Linked DNA regions of Gossypium arboreum: regions 1 and 3 are each linked to region 2. Evidence: chromatin contacts called from public Hi-C data. All regions are on one chromosome and are shown on one strand. The core of a region is the stretch at or near the end of the contact, and the rest is flanking DNA. Distances in the headings are between cores, read along the strand shown.

What was found. Hi-C and Micro-C count contacts between places; a contact is called where the count stands out from the background.
Region 1: a Hi-C map of leaf shows a contact between it and region 2, with 5 times the contacts expected there. The contact joins the promoter of LOC108454855 here to the promoter of LOC108454799 in region 2. A contact is called at or near these places in 3 of 5 Hi-C or Micro-C datasets (all in leaf).
Region 3: a Hi-C map of leaf shows a contact between it and region 2, with 5 times the contacts expected there. The contact joins the promoter of LOC108454023 here to the promoter of LOC108454799 in region 2. A contact is called at or near these places in 3 of 5 Hi-C or Micro-C datasets (all in leaf).

What each region holds. Positions count from the first base shown.
Region 1 is chr9:17,678,258-17,682,788 of ASM2569848v2, reverse strand. LOC108454855 reads right to left here and starts at 1,671. Exons shown (of 8, transcript XM_017753459.2): 1 at 1,421-1,671; 2 at 1,277-1,317; 3 at 140-197. The coding sequence starts at 1,514.
Region 2 is chr9:17,157,968-17,162,727 of ASM2569848v2, reverse strand. LOC108454799 reads right to left here and starts at 1,817. Exons shown (of 8, transcript XM_017753378.2): 1 at 1,417-1,817; 2 at 1,216-1,331; 3 at 837-890; 4 at 689-713; 5 at 426-548; 6 at 1. The coding sequence starts at 1,620. LOC108454716 (mitochondrial import receptor subunit TOM20-like) reads right to left here. Exons shown (of 6, transcript XM_017753264.2): 6 at 2,868-3,261. The coding sequence ends at 3,118.
Region 3 is chr9:17,815,441-17,820,070 of ASM2569848v2, reverse strand. It overlaps LOC108454023 (50S ribosomal protein L27, chloroplastic), which reads right to left and starts at 1,447. Exons shown (of 4, transcript XM_017752315.2): 1 at 1,303-1,447; 2 at 886-1,182; 3 at 361-462; 4 at 1-242. The coding sequence starts at 1,179. The coding sequence ends at 63. LOC108454022 (protein NUCLEAR FUSION DEFECTIVE 4-like) reads left to right here. Exons shown (of 4, transcript XM_017752314.2): 4 at 1-189.

The DNA of each region.
Region 1 (4,531 bases), core at 422-2,921, 520 kb before region 2:
CAAACCAATGACCACAAACACCTAGCATCTATTCACATAAAATGTAAAAGATAAACATGGGTTACATTTTACAATTGTAGGATCATGTAAGCTTAAAATTATTCCAATCGTAATTCATGATATAGAAAGACAAACTTACCAATACCCATCTCCAAAAGTATCTCTTCCTGAACTGCCGTGGTAACAGCAACCGGTTCCTACAGAAGGATTTGTAAATCTTTAAATGGGGTTAAGACACTTAAAAATAATCAACATTCCTTATGATACTACAAAGGCCATATCTAAATTCTGAAGTCTTACTTTCATGTCCACAAGTACAACTCAAACGGAAGTACTAAATGACAAATGACAACAGTCTAAAAGCATAGTGTTAACGCATGATCAAAATCAGTTTACATAATAAAAAAGGAACATATTTAAACCAACATAACGAACTAAAGGTATGCTTGGTTGGGTGAAAAAGTGGAAGTAGAGAAGGAGGGAATGGACAAGTGGAAAGAAAAGAAATTTTGAGTATGCTTGGTAGGGAAGAAAAATGAGAGGAAAGAAAAATAGAACAAATGATCATTTTCCATCCTAATGCATAAAAACCAATCATTCCAAATTGGAATGACAAGAGGAGAGGAAATGAGCAGTGTACCTAAGTTCAAAGCTATGCATTTTTCAAAAGTTTCATTTTTTTTTTCATCTCATTTTTTAAACTCTACCAAGCAGTAGAAAGAAACAATATGTAATTTTCTTTCAATTTTTCCACCTTTCCCTACCAAGCTTCTTTATGGAAAGAAAATTTATATTTTCCATCTTTCTAATTTTCCACCCTTTCGATTTTCCATCTTTCCAATTTTCTTCCCACCCAACCAAGCAAAGCCTAAAAGAATTTTGTTAAAATACAAAGCCATTTGCATAATTATTATTCGATCACACATTCAGGCTCACATGAAAATCTTGTCGACCATGTTGATCAATAATAAATTTACATGGAAGATCAAGTAGTTTGAAAATAATCCATGTCATCATTAGAACAATATTATCAATTTCCACCTATACTAGTCATATATTATAAAAAATAGAGAGACCAAATTATGTAAAATGAAAGTAGAAGCATAGAATACTAAATTTTGACTTAGTAAAGGGATCAAAAACAGAATTAGACCAATCACAAACGAAGCATTCTCCTCAAAAGTGAATTTATGTATCCAGCTGAAGCTCTCAAGCCCTTAATTCCTAACCACAGAAACTAAAAGCAAATTTTAAATAAATAAATAAATAAACCAACCTGCTTGTCATTCACAGCGTCTACAATCCTCTTCTTAAAGTCTTCCAAGATAAGGAGAATGTTACTACTCACGAGGATGGAAAAAAAAAGGAGAAACGAAGGCAATTAAAAAGTAGAGGAAATGAAAGAAAACATGGAAAATACCTGGCTGGGAAATAAGAAGAGAGAATCGATCAAATAGATATGACAATTGCTCCCTTGATAATGTCCCGTATTTCTGCAACTGGGTATTCGCCATTGATAAATAAAATTCAAGGAAATGAGATATCCAAATGAAAAAAAAAAAAGGAAAAAGGTCTGCCTTCTAAAACTAGAGGACAGGCGAATCAACAAGGTCCTTTTCTCATTACTGTACAGTTACAAAGTTACCCTCTTTTAGATTAAGTTCCATCTGGAGGGAGTTATTCAGCTTTGCCCATCAGCCCGGCCCGCTTTGGATCAGATTTGGACCTAGATTTCAGTCCCGAGCCGATTTCTATAAATATTTCAGGTTTAATTGAATAGAGGTAGTCCGTAAATATTTATATTTTTTAATTTCAAAAAAAATATTCATGTTTTTTTTGTTGGGTACTTAAAATTTATTTCGTAATTAATGTTGGCCATTACTATTACATTCATTTTTTAAAAAAATTCAGAATGAATCAAGAAGCACCACAACACCACACCATTAAAATCTAATTAAATAAAAATAATTATATTAATAAATAAAAATATTGGGCAAATTGTCAATAAAAGTCTCTTTTTTTTAAATTTACCGAAATGGGCCAGGTCAGAAATAATTTACCGGAATGGGTCAGTTTTTATAGAACGCGTCCACGTCAGCGCGTTGTCAGGGGAAAAAGTAGGAAGCGCTTTCAAGGAAGCGCTTTGCTATTTATGTGATGTAAAACGCCTTGAGGGCGACTTTTCATTCACGAGGCAAAGCGCTTCCTTGAGGAAGCATTTTCCCCGTGTTTGAACAGTAGTAACGGCTACTTTTTTTACCGTTGGTAACCCCCAACGGTCCAAAAAAAAACTATAAAACCCCCACCCCTTTCATTTTTTTCACAGTTAAATCCTTTCAATCTTCAATCTTTCAATATTCTCTCAAATTTCTCTCAAATCTCTCAAATTTCTCTTAAATTCCTCTCAAAACTCTAGTTAATTTTTTCAAAAAAGCTCTAATTTTATTTTTTCTAAATTTATTTTTTAAAATAAAAAAATTTGATCGTGTTAGCAATGGCCGGAGAATTAATTCGCTTTGATGATAAACACATATCCGTCGAACAAATGCAAATGGTAAGTGTTAAATTTAATATTTAAATATTATTTAAGATTTCATCATTTATGCAAATTTAAATAATTTTATTTTATTATTTCTTATAAAAGTCAGAGATCGGATATTGCAATGCAATATCCGTAACATGACTGGTCCTCCATCACCGTTGATAGAGGATTGCCTACGGGAAGCGGGTTTTTGGCACGTGGCGATGATAGACCGGGGGTGCAAGTTGGACCCGAAACTTATTAGTGCGTTGATAGAAAGGTGGAGACTCGAGACGCACACATTTCATCTTCCATGTGGAGAGTGCACTATCACTTTGGAAGACGTGCATTTGCAATTAGGATTGCCGGTGGACGGGGACGTAGTCACTGGGTCCGTTCATTTTGCTGATTGGGGAGCGGTATGCTATGAGCTTTTGGGTGCTATTCCGGATAATATTAACGGAGGTCGGATCGAGATGGGCTGGTTACGAGACACATTTCTGGAGCCAGATGATGATTCTACTGAACTAGAAAAAATTCGATATGCACGAGCATACATTCTTCAGATAATTGGAGGTTATCTGATGCCGGACTTGTCACAAAACCTTGTACATCTGAGATGGCTGCTGAAACTCGTTGATTTTAGAGCAGCTGGTGAATTTAGTTGGGGGTCTGCCGTGTTGGCAACACTGCATCGGAGATGCCCGGCTACTGATCGAATAAAGCGAAAATCGGAGGTTGCCTATCACTACTGCAATCATGGGCACGGTTTCACTTTCCATTTTTACGTCCTCGAGTGGATCACCCATATACATTCCCACTCATAATGAGGTAAATTTTATATTAGATTTTACAATTATTACGTAGATTTAAAATATAATCATATGCTAAAAATTTATTTAATTAGGTGGAACCATTCGGCAAGTTATGCTCGATTACCTACCTGTCTTGAAGGTATACGGCTTCTATTAGAGCAACGGTCAGAAGCACAAGTAAGTATTAAAAATGTATATATATACATACATAATAAAATAGTGGATTCGTATTTAGTATTTAGTATTTTTTATTTAACTAATATTTCCATCATTTTTATATAGTTTCAATGGACACCATACGAGGATCCGGCAATTCGGCCAGTAATTCCGGATGAATACTTGCAAAATCCGAACGCTTGGCACGTGAAGGTCCCATTGGTCAACTTTGCTATTGTGGAGATGCACCAATCAGACAGAGTATTACGGCAATTTGGATTCCGACAACTGATTCCTGTGGCACCTGAGGTGTTGGATGATCATTACAAAATCGACTTACGGCAATTGCATACGGATTGGCCGAGATTCTGGTCACACTATATCCAAATGTGGAAAGATCGGTATGATTATATACCTACTCGGGAACCGATCATCGTTCCAGAGTTAGCGTGCGTGCCGGAATACATGCCATGGTTTAGGATCCATGGCAAGCCATATTTACTGTCAGAAGAGGAGAGGCAGCGGCAATTGCGTGTCCAAAGGGAACGACGTGGCCCTTTAAATCCTTGAATAAAGGACGACGACGCAGGCCCATCAACGGCACCCACACAATCACCCGGCCCAGCAACAGGACCTACACAGTCACCGGACCCAACAATTCAACCGTCGACACCCACAACACAGCCTCTTCAGATGATACCAGGTACGTATCCTAGCCCTTTTATGTATCCTAGCCCTTATATGTTTTCTTTTTCTAGTCCTATGGCAGGTTGGAATGCATGGCCCGGTTCATCTCCATTTTCGATTACTCCGAATGGACCGTTGATCTATAGGCAGCCGTCGCGCGAGGGATCGCAGGAGGGGTCGTCGGAGAGCTCTTTTTTTTACCAATCCCCATCACCTTATGGGTTTCAAACACCTCCGCCATTAATGATGCAAACACCTCCACGGTCACTATTCTATCAAGGCGGGTCATCTTCCCAACACCCACAACCAGAATCCTCGCTGGAGCAAGCACAACCCCATGGAAGTGGATAAA
Region 2 (4,760 bases), core at 568-3,067:
ACTGTTTCCACAGAAATTTTGTTGCAAGTTAAAAATATATTCAGAATAAATTGTGGAACCTATTGCCCACAAATATTCCACTTCATGACCCTGCAATCTAACATGCAGACACGCAAGGAGAACATATTTAGCCAAAAAGGTCATAGGTTCATAAGAGTTCATCATGTTTGAAATCCCACTATGATGTGTTCATTGATTAGCCAACCATGGGGAAGCAGGAAGATAATAAACATTAAAGCCATTAAGACTAAGTGCAGAACAAGAAGAATTTCTGCAAAGAAGCCACAATAAGTGGATCCTACACCTCATCTTAACAATAAATAACAAAGCATTCCTTCTATTCTGGCTCTGTTATGCCACCAATGGCTACTTAAGGTTCCTTCTGCTAACAATAATAACAAGAATAAGACAAAGAACATTCTTACAGGCCCAGGCAAGCAATGCTTAACAGCTCGAAAAATATTCGCATGACCTTGGCCATCACCACGAGGGAACCCCGTCGTATAAGTGTCAATGTCTCGAAGAGAGCGGCATAAAATACTAAGTGGCTGCACAAAGCCATAATCAGTAAAAAGGACATGAAAAAAGCAAAAATAGATGCATGGAAAATTTTGGTACTTCGCTTCTGATTTGAAAAAAGCGCCCAAAAGCAATGTTAGCATCAAGTTTGATAGGTATTGAAATTTACCTTGGAAGGTTCAATGTTTTTTATTCTGCAATAGGAGAATATACAACAGCTTTTATCAGCTAAAGATTGAACTCAGATAAAGGTTTAAACCTATAAAATTAGTATAAAAAAATAAAAATAAAAAGGAAAATTGCTACCTGTAACCTACCTTCGAAGACGTTCAATAGCTGAATGGCTTTTCAAATGACAAACTATAGAATACCTACATATGAACAAAGCAACATTAAATTGAAATTAAGAAATTTCAAAAGGACGTTGTAAGGCCCTGTTTTGACCCTTAATTTTTCACATTGTGTTAATTGCTTCAATTAAAAAAACAATCAAACCTAAAAGTACTAAACTGCAACACGTTCAAATGTACTAACCATTTCAGTCAAAAGTAAATGATGCAAAATTTTCCTTTTTAACAGAACACTAAATTTTGATGTTTTCATTATATTTTTTACATCGAAACATGGTTTTCGCTTCTAGAAACCAAAAATAAAAGTAAAAGAAATAATAAGAGAAGTAATGTTGATAGCTCTTACACAGTATCAGTAGGAATAACACCAACAGCTCCTTGGTTTAAAAGTTCAATTACAGGTTCAAGTTTCCAGTTTTCAGTTCCCGAAGGATCGACTTCCACGTAAACCAAATCATCTATCTGTCAATTTCAATTTCTTCAACTTTCTTTTTCACTTTAGTTTTTTACAGATCATAAACATGACTAAATTGAGAAGAAATTAGACCTTGGAAACGCGAGGAGCAGAGTACTTGAGACGTTTCGGACTCCTTTTAGCCGCCATAGCTAAGACGCGAAGCCTAGTGAGTTTAGCACAGTCGAGGCGGACACGGGTGGGATACGACACCGCACGCGGCGGAGCGAGTGCGAAAAAGTGGCGAAAGGAAAGGGAGTGAGTGGATTGGGTAGGGAACAGTTTCGTTCCCGCCATTTGCAGGAGGCACGAATGAATGCTTTAGTTTTATCTGGAATTGAGAAGAGGTTTCAAAAAGCAGTTAAGAATGATGATGAATCAACTGTTTTTGGTTCACATTTTATAGAGATCAGCCAAGTATGACCGGAAGCAGCAAGAAATTTCGATTTATTTTATTTATTGCCACAATATAGGCCTAAATAAACCCAACTTCTATTAAAATGATCTTAGGCCCGTATGACGGTTGTTTTCCATCCAAATCCACCAAGCCACTACAATTTACAATAATTAAAGAAATTATCAGCTGAAAAGCTAATCTAAATTAGAACTGATATGATATTCACTCCAATATCTAAATTTGCAAAAACCACAAATATTAAATTCACACTATCCACTCTTATCCTTCAATTATCTAAAACTCTGGTTAAATACCATCCTTTAAAAACAATTCTCAATTGGGTAAATATACATTTGGTATATGAATTTGATTTCAAGGTTTAAATTAGTATCTAAAGGTTTTTTTTTATCCAATTAGTTATCTAACTTGAACTCAAGATTCAATTTAGTACCTAAACTCCTTTTCTTTTCTTTTTTTTGTCAAATTAACTACCTGGTACCTAAACATTTCTTTTTGTCAAATTAAGTTACCTAAACTTGGCTTTTTGGTTTAAACATATGCTTAAGAACTAGTTATCTAGTTCAAATTGGTTCAAATAAATCATTTATTGTAACTATTAATTTAGACCAGAAAGCCAAGTTCATATACCCATTTAGACCAAATTAAACTTTAAGTATCAAATTGAACCTTGAAGCTAAATTCAATTAGGTACCTAAACTTGGCCTCAAGACTCAATTTGGTACCCAAAATTCCCTTCTTCTTTTTTCTTTTTTTTGTCAAATTAAGTACTTAAACTTGCCTTTTTAGTTAAGATATATGTTAAAAACTAGCTACATAGTTCAAATTGGTTCAAATAAATCATTTATTGTAACTATTAGTTTGGACCAAAAAGCCAAGTTCAATTACCAATTTAAACCATAAATGCCAAGTTCATATATCTAATTGGACTAGATTAAATTTTAAGTACCAAATTGAACCTTAAAGCTAAATTCAAATACCTAACTGAACCCAAAAAGAAAAACTTAAAGTACCAATTTAGATCTTAAAGCCAAATTCAGGTAGCAAAATGTATATCTACCCTTCTCAATTCAATCCAAAGATCCTTCTAATATTGTTTTTTTTTTTTTTAATATACAAAAAGAATCACTTTTCCCTATTGACAAATTTGAACAAAAACAAAAAGTATAGATTCGAATAAATAATCAACAGAAAAATTTTTCATGTTAATAATCACTCAACTATTCTCCAAATAAAGCAATTGTACTGTAAATGACTAGTGTTCAAGCATTAGCCGAGAAGCACGAATAAGGTCAAAAAAACTAAACTAACATAAATTAGGGCTGCTTGAATCAATGCAAACAGCATTTAGATGTCGGGGCGTTGCTTGCATCCTGTGATTATCGTGGTGGTAGTGGTGGCAGCTGTGAAGATGGTATCTGAGATTTTGCAAATCCAACCCATGCAACAATGCCAACAGCAAGGATTACCCATCCGAAAATGTCGTATTTGAGATCACTACTTTTCTTATTTTTTGTAGCAGTCTGCAAGAAGGTAAACAGAGAATTCATACAAAGGAATAATATATAAAAAAAAAAAAGATCATGGCCTTCAAGTAACACTGCATACAAATTTGCACTTCAAATGAAAGAGAATCGTAACATGGTTGAAACAGTGACTGAACGTATGCTCATTCTTAGCTAATAATCCCCTTATTCATCATAAGAAAAGCATTTGATGGGAATTTGAGAAAATCCAGCAGCTCAATCAGCATTCTGCAAAAGTAAGCTACATGAAATCCGTTATCTCCATCTCACTAGATCAATGTTTACATTGTTAGGTTACTTCCTGCCAAACTACTTACATTTATGTGATATTTTGCAAGCTTTTACCCCTCTTCATTACCAAAACCACTCGTGCACAAAAGCATTCTAGGTCTACATTATGCAGGATTCAATCATCTAAAAACAATCTCCTGATTTGTCCTCCGCTGCTGCAGCTTTCCTCATTTCAGCCATGCTCATTTTAGGGTAGAGATGTGTCGTTTCTAACTCAATACATGGTAACATAAAGCATGATTAGACCTTTTGCCATTGTAATAATATCTCGTGCCTTGGTATCAAACATTTCCTCCATAGCACGTTTGTATCTACCTACTCTAATCCTGTGATTAATTGATTACCACTTTGCTCAAGTTTTCCTTCACCAATAAAAGCTCAAAAGCCCAAATGTCAATAATGGCTCTTGTAAACTTAAATGCACTGGTAATTAAAGAAAAATAAAAAGTATAGCATAAGCTTGTGGTTATTGATCCCACCTGTTTGGGCTGAACCTATTTTAGAGTCGAACATTAGTTCAATTTCGATTCTCTAACTAAGGCTTAGGTTGTGAATTTATTTCTTTCCTTCGTTTTCATGATTATACTTTTATTTCAGTTGAATTTAGCTTCCTTCTAAGAATAGGTTTCCTCTTTATGTGATAAAATTGGTCCTAATTTGAAGGGACCTATGAAATAATAAAATGCTAAGCAGAATTTCTATCAAAAACCTTAAAGAGATTCAGGTCTCTTTTTAATGAGACCTAAGCTTTCAATCTCTCTTCAATGGGCAGAAAGGTTTCAGTCTCCCTTTAACGAGCTGAATTATCAATCACCATAAGTCATTCCAAGAATCATGATAAAGGGAAACCAATCGATTTTGACTTTCTCGTCAATCACCCAATGACTTAAAACTAACCTATACATCTCATCTCTCGCTGCAAGAATTCCATTATAAAAGACAAAAGCCATGAGCTGGATCCTGCTCCTAAGGAGCTTCGGCATGCACTTCCACATGTTGCATGGAAGCATAACTGCATGTCCCCTAAATTAACCTTAATAAATCAGCAATCGATCTAATATTAAATGTTGTTTCACTGAACCTATAAACAAATTTAAAAGTCAATCAAGGAAAAACATAGACAAAAAGATAACTATGTGACCTTTGCCCTTTACAAAGCCTCATGCAAGCCTCAATGATAAATTAAGCAGCACTTGACAACGTAA
Region 3 (4,630 bases), core at 198-2,697, 660 kb before region 2:
TCCAGATACCAATCTAACTTCAATACAAGAAAAGCATATATAGATATAGTTCACGGATTCAATCAGCAAACAGGATTATCATCCGTAGCATCGGCAGCCGAAGCAAGCACAAGTTCAGGTTGAACTAAAATTCCTTCCTTTTTTGCCTTCGTTTGATCACGTCGCATCCTGAAGTACTCTCTCTTCCTTGCTCTATAGCTGTTGGGATTCTCAGGCTGAAGTACTCGTGGGTAAACACTAATCTATGAATCACATAAAACCCAGAATTCATATCAGCTTGAGGAATGCAATGATAAGAATGAATGAACTGCACACCATGAATTTGAAAGTCTTAAAAGTGTGATTCAAAATGACTGAAACCTTCTTCTTGTCGGCTCCGAACTTCTCGAATTTCACAAGTCCGTCAATCAATGAAAAGATTGTGTGATCCTTGCCAAGCCCCACATTTTTCCCTGGATGAAACTACCCAAGCAACAAAACTTTCCAAAGGTTACTCAACTAAAGCTAGAAATGTTGTAATTTGTAGGAAAATTTATGATTTTCAACCTTGTACCATACCCAACTTCAATATTAGTCCTTTAATTTAACATACTTTGATCCTCCTACTATTATTAACATTATAACTTAGTCCAAATCACTAAATCCCCAAGTATAATAAGGGACAAAAGCCATAAGTTAACCTAATTTGTAATGCTTTCTGGCTTTGAGCCTTCAAACTCGTTTTCTTCTTCTACAATGAAGTCTTAAAAGACATCATTACAGCATCTTTTTTTTTTTCAGTTCAAAAAACCCAAATATAACATTTTTTTTTTTAGAAATTAGAAGCTAAAAATTTCCCTATAAAAGAATCAGAAAAATATAATTAAATACGCAAAAAAATTGAACCTTGGTTCCACGTTGCCTAACGATAATAGCGCCGGGCTTGGCGACCTGGTCGCCGTAGATTTTGACGCCGAGTCGTTGACCCTTTGAATCGCGACCGTTTTTAGTACTACCGGCTCCTTTTTTGTGCGCCGATTCGATCGTCAAAGGGAACGGAGACTTCCTCGGGAACGAAACGACTGCCGTTTTGTGAATGGAACCCACTTCGCCTTTCATAAAGGACGACGTCGAGCTTGATGCTAGAGAAAGACCCCTAAATGCTCCCACCAAATTGAAGCTCATTGTTGCAGTAGCCATTTCCTTTCAGCAAAAAGAATAAAAGAAAAAACAATAAATTTAAGCTAGTTTATGCAGTTTTAATTTATTTTTCTGGTTTCTAATTTAAATTTCTATACTTTTAGGATTTATTTTTGGACTTACAGCTGAATTTCAAAGAAGGAGAGGTTGGAAAAGGAGGGAGGGCTTATCGTTAGCTGATATAAAGAAACCTCATCGCATTCGTTTCAAAACCTTTTATTTTCAAGGGTATATTATACAAATGGTCACTCAACTACGTTCATGTTTTTGTTTTGCTCATCTAACTTTAAATTTTTCAATTTAAACACTAACGTTTGAATTCATTCATGTAAGCCTTTTTCTAACTGGTATAATAATATATTTAGTCGTTATTACTTACATATTCTATCAATTTGATCCTAATTTTAAATAATTTAATAAATTTAACCCTTCACATTTCCTAATCAAAACTTTTAACTTTTAAAACATAAGCATTTTAGTTCTATAAATCTATAAAATCCTAAAAAATACATTTAATTGATACACACAAATAACCCCATGTAATTTATCATAATAGTTAGATATATCAATTAATTGATGCACAGAAGTATATATGAACTAAATGTATATAAATATAATTTTATAGAAATTTAATAATTGATATTATATTTAAGTTTGAACAGTTTTTATATTTTGTAGTTCAATATCTTAAATCATTATTATATTTTTATGGTATATATAGTATACATATATGAAAAACATTTATAAAATCTATTATTTTTAAGGTTTTTTAAGTTGGATTTTATTAATCTATTTTGAAAATATTTTGTTTACATAGTTTAAACTTTAAATTTTAAGTATGTTACTTAAAAATTTAAATTATTCTTAATTTACTAATAGTTAGATGGTTACAAGTGTAATTTATCTTAAAAACATATAGAAACTCAAATCTATAAATTACAAAATGATTAAAAATATTTTAATTGATACACATGCATCTAGCCTGTACAGTGCATGAGTATATTTTATTGCACCAGATACAAATGAGTGTCTTTATTTTCTTAGGGTGTCCATTGTATTACTTACAAATCATATATTTATTGGGTTAAGTGATAAAAAAATTTAATATCTAAAATTTTGAGTGTTGTATATTAGAAAAAAAAACCAAAAAAAAAAAGTTTTATTGGGTTACTTTGATACCAATAGAGAGCCTCTTACCATTTTAGTATATGTACTTTTTTGTTCACTTTGATACTGAACTTGGCAACCAAATCCATATTAATCCCCTAAACTTGGATTTTATTCAGATTTAGTGATTTGATTTGTGTTCTTCGAACATGACTGGATTAGTCAATCGAACTGATTAGACCGAGAACCTATCGATATATTAGTTCAAACAAAGGGGTTGAACCTATTGGATTGAAAACTACTTGAAATCAAAAAAAGAAAATAAAAAAAAATAGGACCAAACTAGTAGTTGAAAAAGATGTAGTTTTTTTTTTCCTTTTTTTAATTTTTTTATGAATTGTTTTATTATTTAATTAATTATTGTTGATATAATAGTTGGACCGGTCAAACCAATTGAGTCAAGAACTAGTGATTTGACTAATTCAACCATTGGTTCAGTTATTAGAACATTATATGCGATATTTTAATATTGTACCATGCCATAACCTATAAATTTATATAATTCTTTTTACATTTCAAGTGATGATGTGATACAATCTCAAGTGCCACATCATCTAACTTTTATATTTTTCAAGTTCAAGAATAATGAATTTAGTTGCTAAGTTGAAGTACCAAGGTGGATAAAAAAGTACATATATCAAAGTGGACCTAGTTACTAAGTTCAAAGACAAAAAATATATTATCTCTTTCTTATATTAAAATAATTTTTTATATCTAATTAGTGTTTTCAATGGTTCCAACTTAATTGGAAAATGTTTATAATTTTAATTATCTAAACATATTTCACTGCGTTTAAAAATATGTTTGATTGATAAAGTGTAATTTTTCATAATTTTCAATATCATGTTTAGTAGTATAAGAAACTTGATTCAAGCTGAAACTTGAGATAAATCCAATTGAAAACAAGGAAAAAATCAAATTTATAAGTAAACATATATTATTACTTAATAAATTATATGATATTATTTAAATTTTAAATAAAATATAAATGAATAAATTATAATGATTTAATTCATAATTATATTAAAATTTTATTACCAATAAAAGTAATCAATTTTATGTTACAACAAAATTAAAATAAATTTTAAAGAACATAAATTATGAGTATAAAATAGTTTTAGTATAATGTATTATAAATATAAAAATAATAATTATTCATATTTATAAAATTTAAATTTAATGATTGTATAAAATACAATAACTTATAATATAAAAATTAAAATATAGTAAAAATAAATTTATAATTTATGGTTAAATACAATTTATTAAGTAATACTAATAATATAATTAATAATTTAAATTTAAATCATGTTTATCTTAACAAAAATAATATCTATAAAAATAATTTTAAAATAATTTTAAATTAAATTAACATTTTCTTTTGAAAGTTGCTTCAATTTTTTTAGGAAGATAGGAAAACTAAAGTAAGTGTTCAACAATTGGCGTGCCTTGGAAATTGTTCACCGCATGAAAAGAAATGAAACAGACTAAAGGAAATAATGAAGAAAAGTTCTATCTTCCTAACAAACAAAAAGCAAACAAAGACCTTGTAGCTTCAAAAGCACAGAAACCAGCTTCAATGTCTCTATCTGGGAAAAAATGGACATGAACGAGCTCCCCAGCGAAGTGAAAAAATACCTCTCTAATCTGGTGGATCGACCGACCACCGGTCCTTGGCAGCTAAAGAAGTTGACGGTGGAGCTTCTTCTATGCAGAATGCCCCTCTTGTGCCATGTAATGGGCAAGTAAATTTCCTCTTTGAGGAATAAATTTGAACCGACAGTCGACAAATCGAGAAGCTATCAACTTACCTTTTTGTATTAGATTTCTATGTTGGATTTGTTGCCTTATATTTGCTTGTAAGTTTATAATTTTCTTTTGAAGAGATTGGTTAATAAAATAATTTATAGATTACATTAATATTTTTTGTATAATATTTTTAACTGGTTTTTATATATAAATCAAAATAGAAGAAAATATTGGCTCACTGGTTGTCAAATATTTAAATTAATACTATGCGGTATTACATGGTTGGATCGTAATACAGAAAGACAAGTTATATTAGAAGACAAACCTAAACATTTCCTTAGTCTAATCAGAAATAAGCAAACTAATTGAATGACTAATATGTCATCTATCAAATCCAACTGGGAGATGTCTTATCTTGGGCATCAGAGTGGATGACTCCTAGAAGATAGAGACATAGATGTGACTAACTAAACTGCCAGTACATCGCATTGGACCCAAGAAGAATAGATCCTAAATCCGTTTATGAATTTATTCA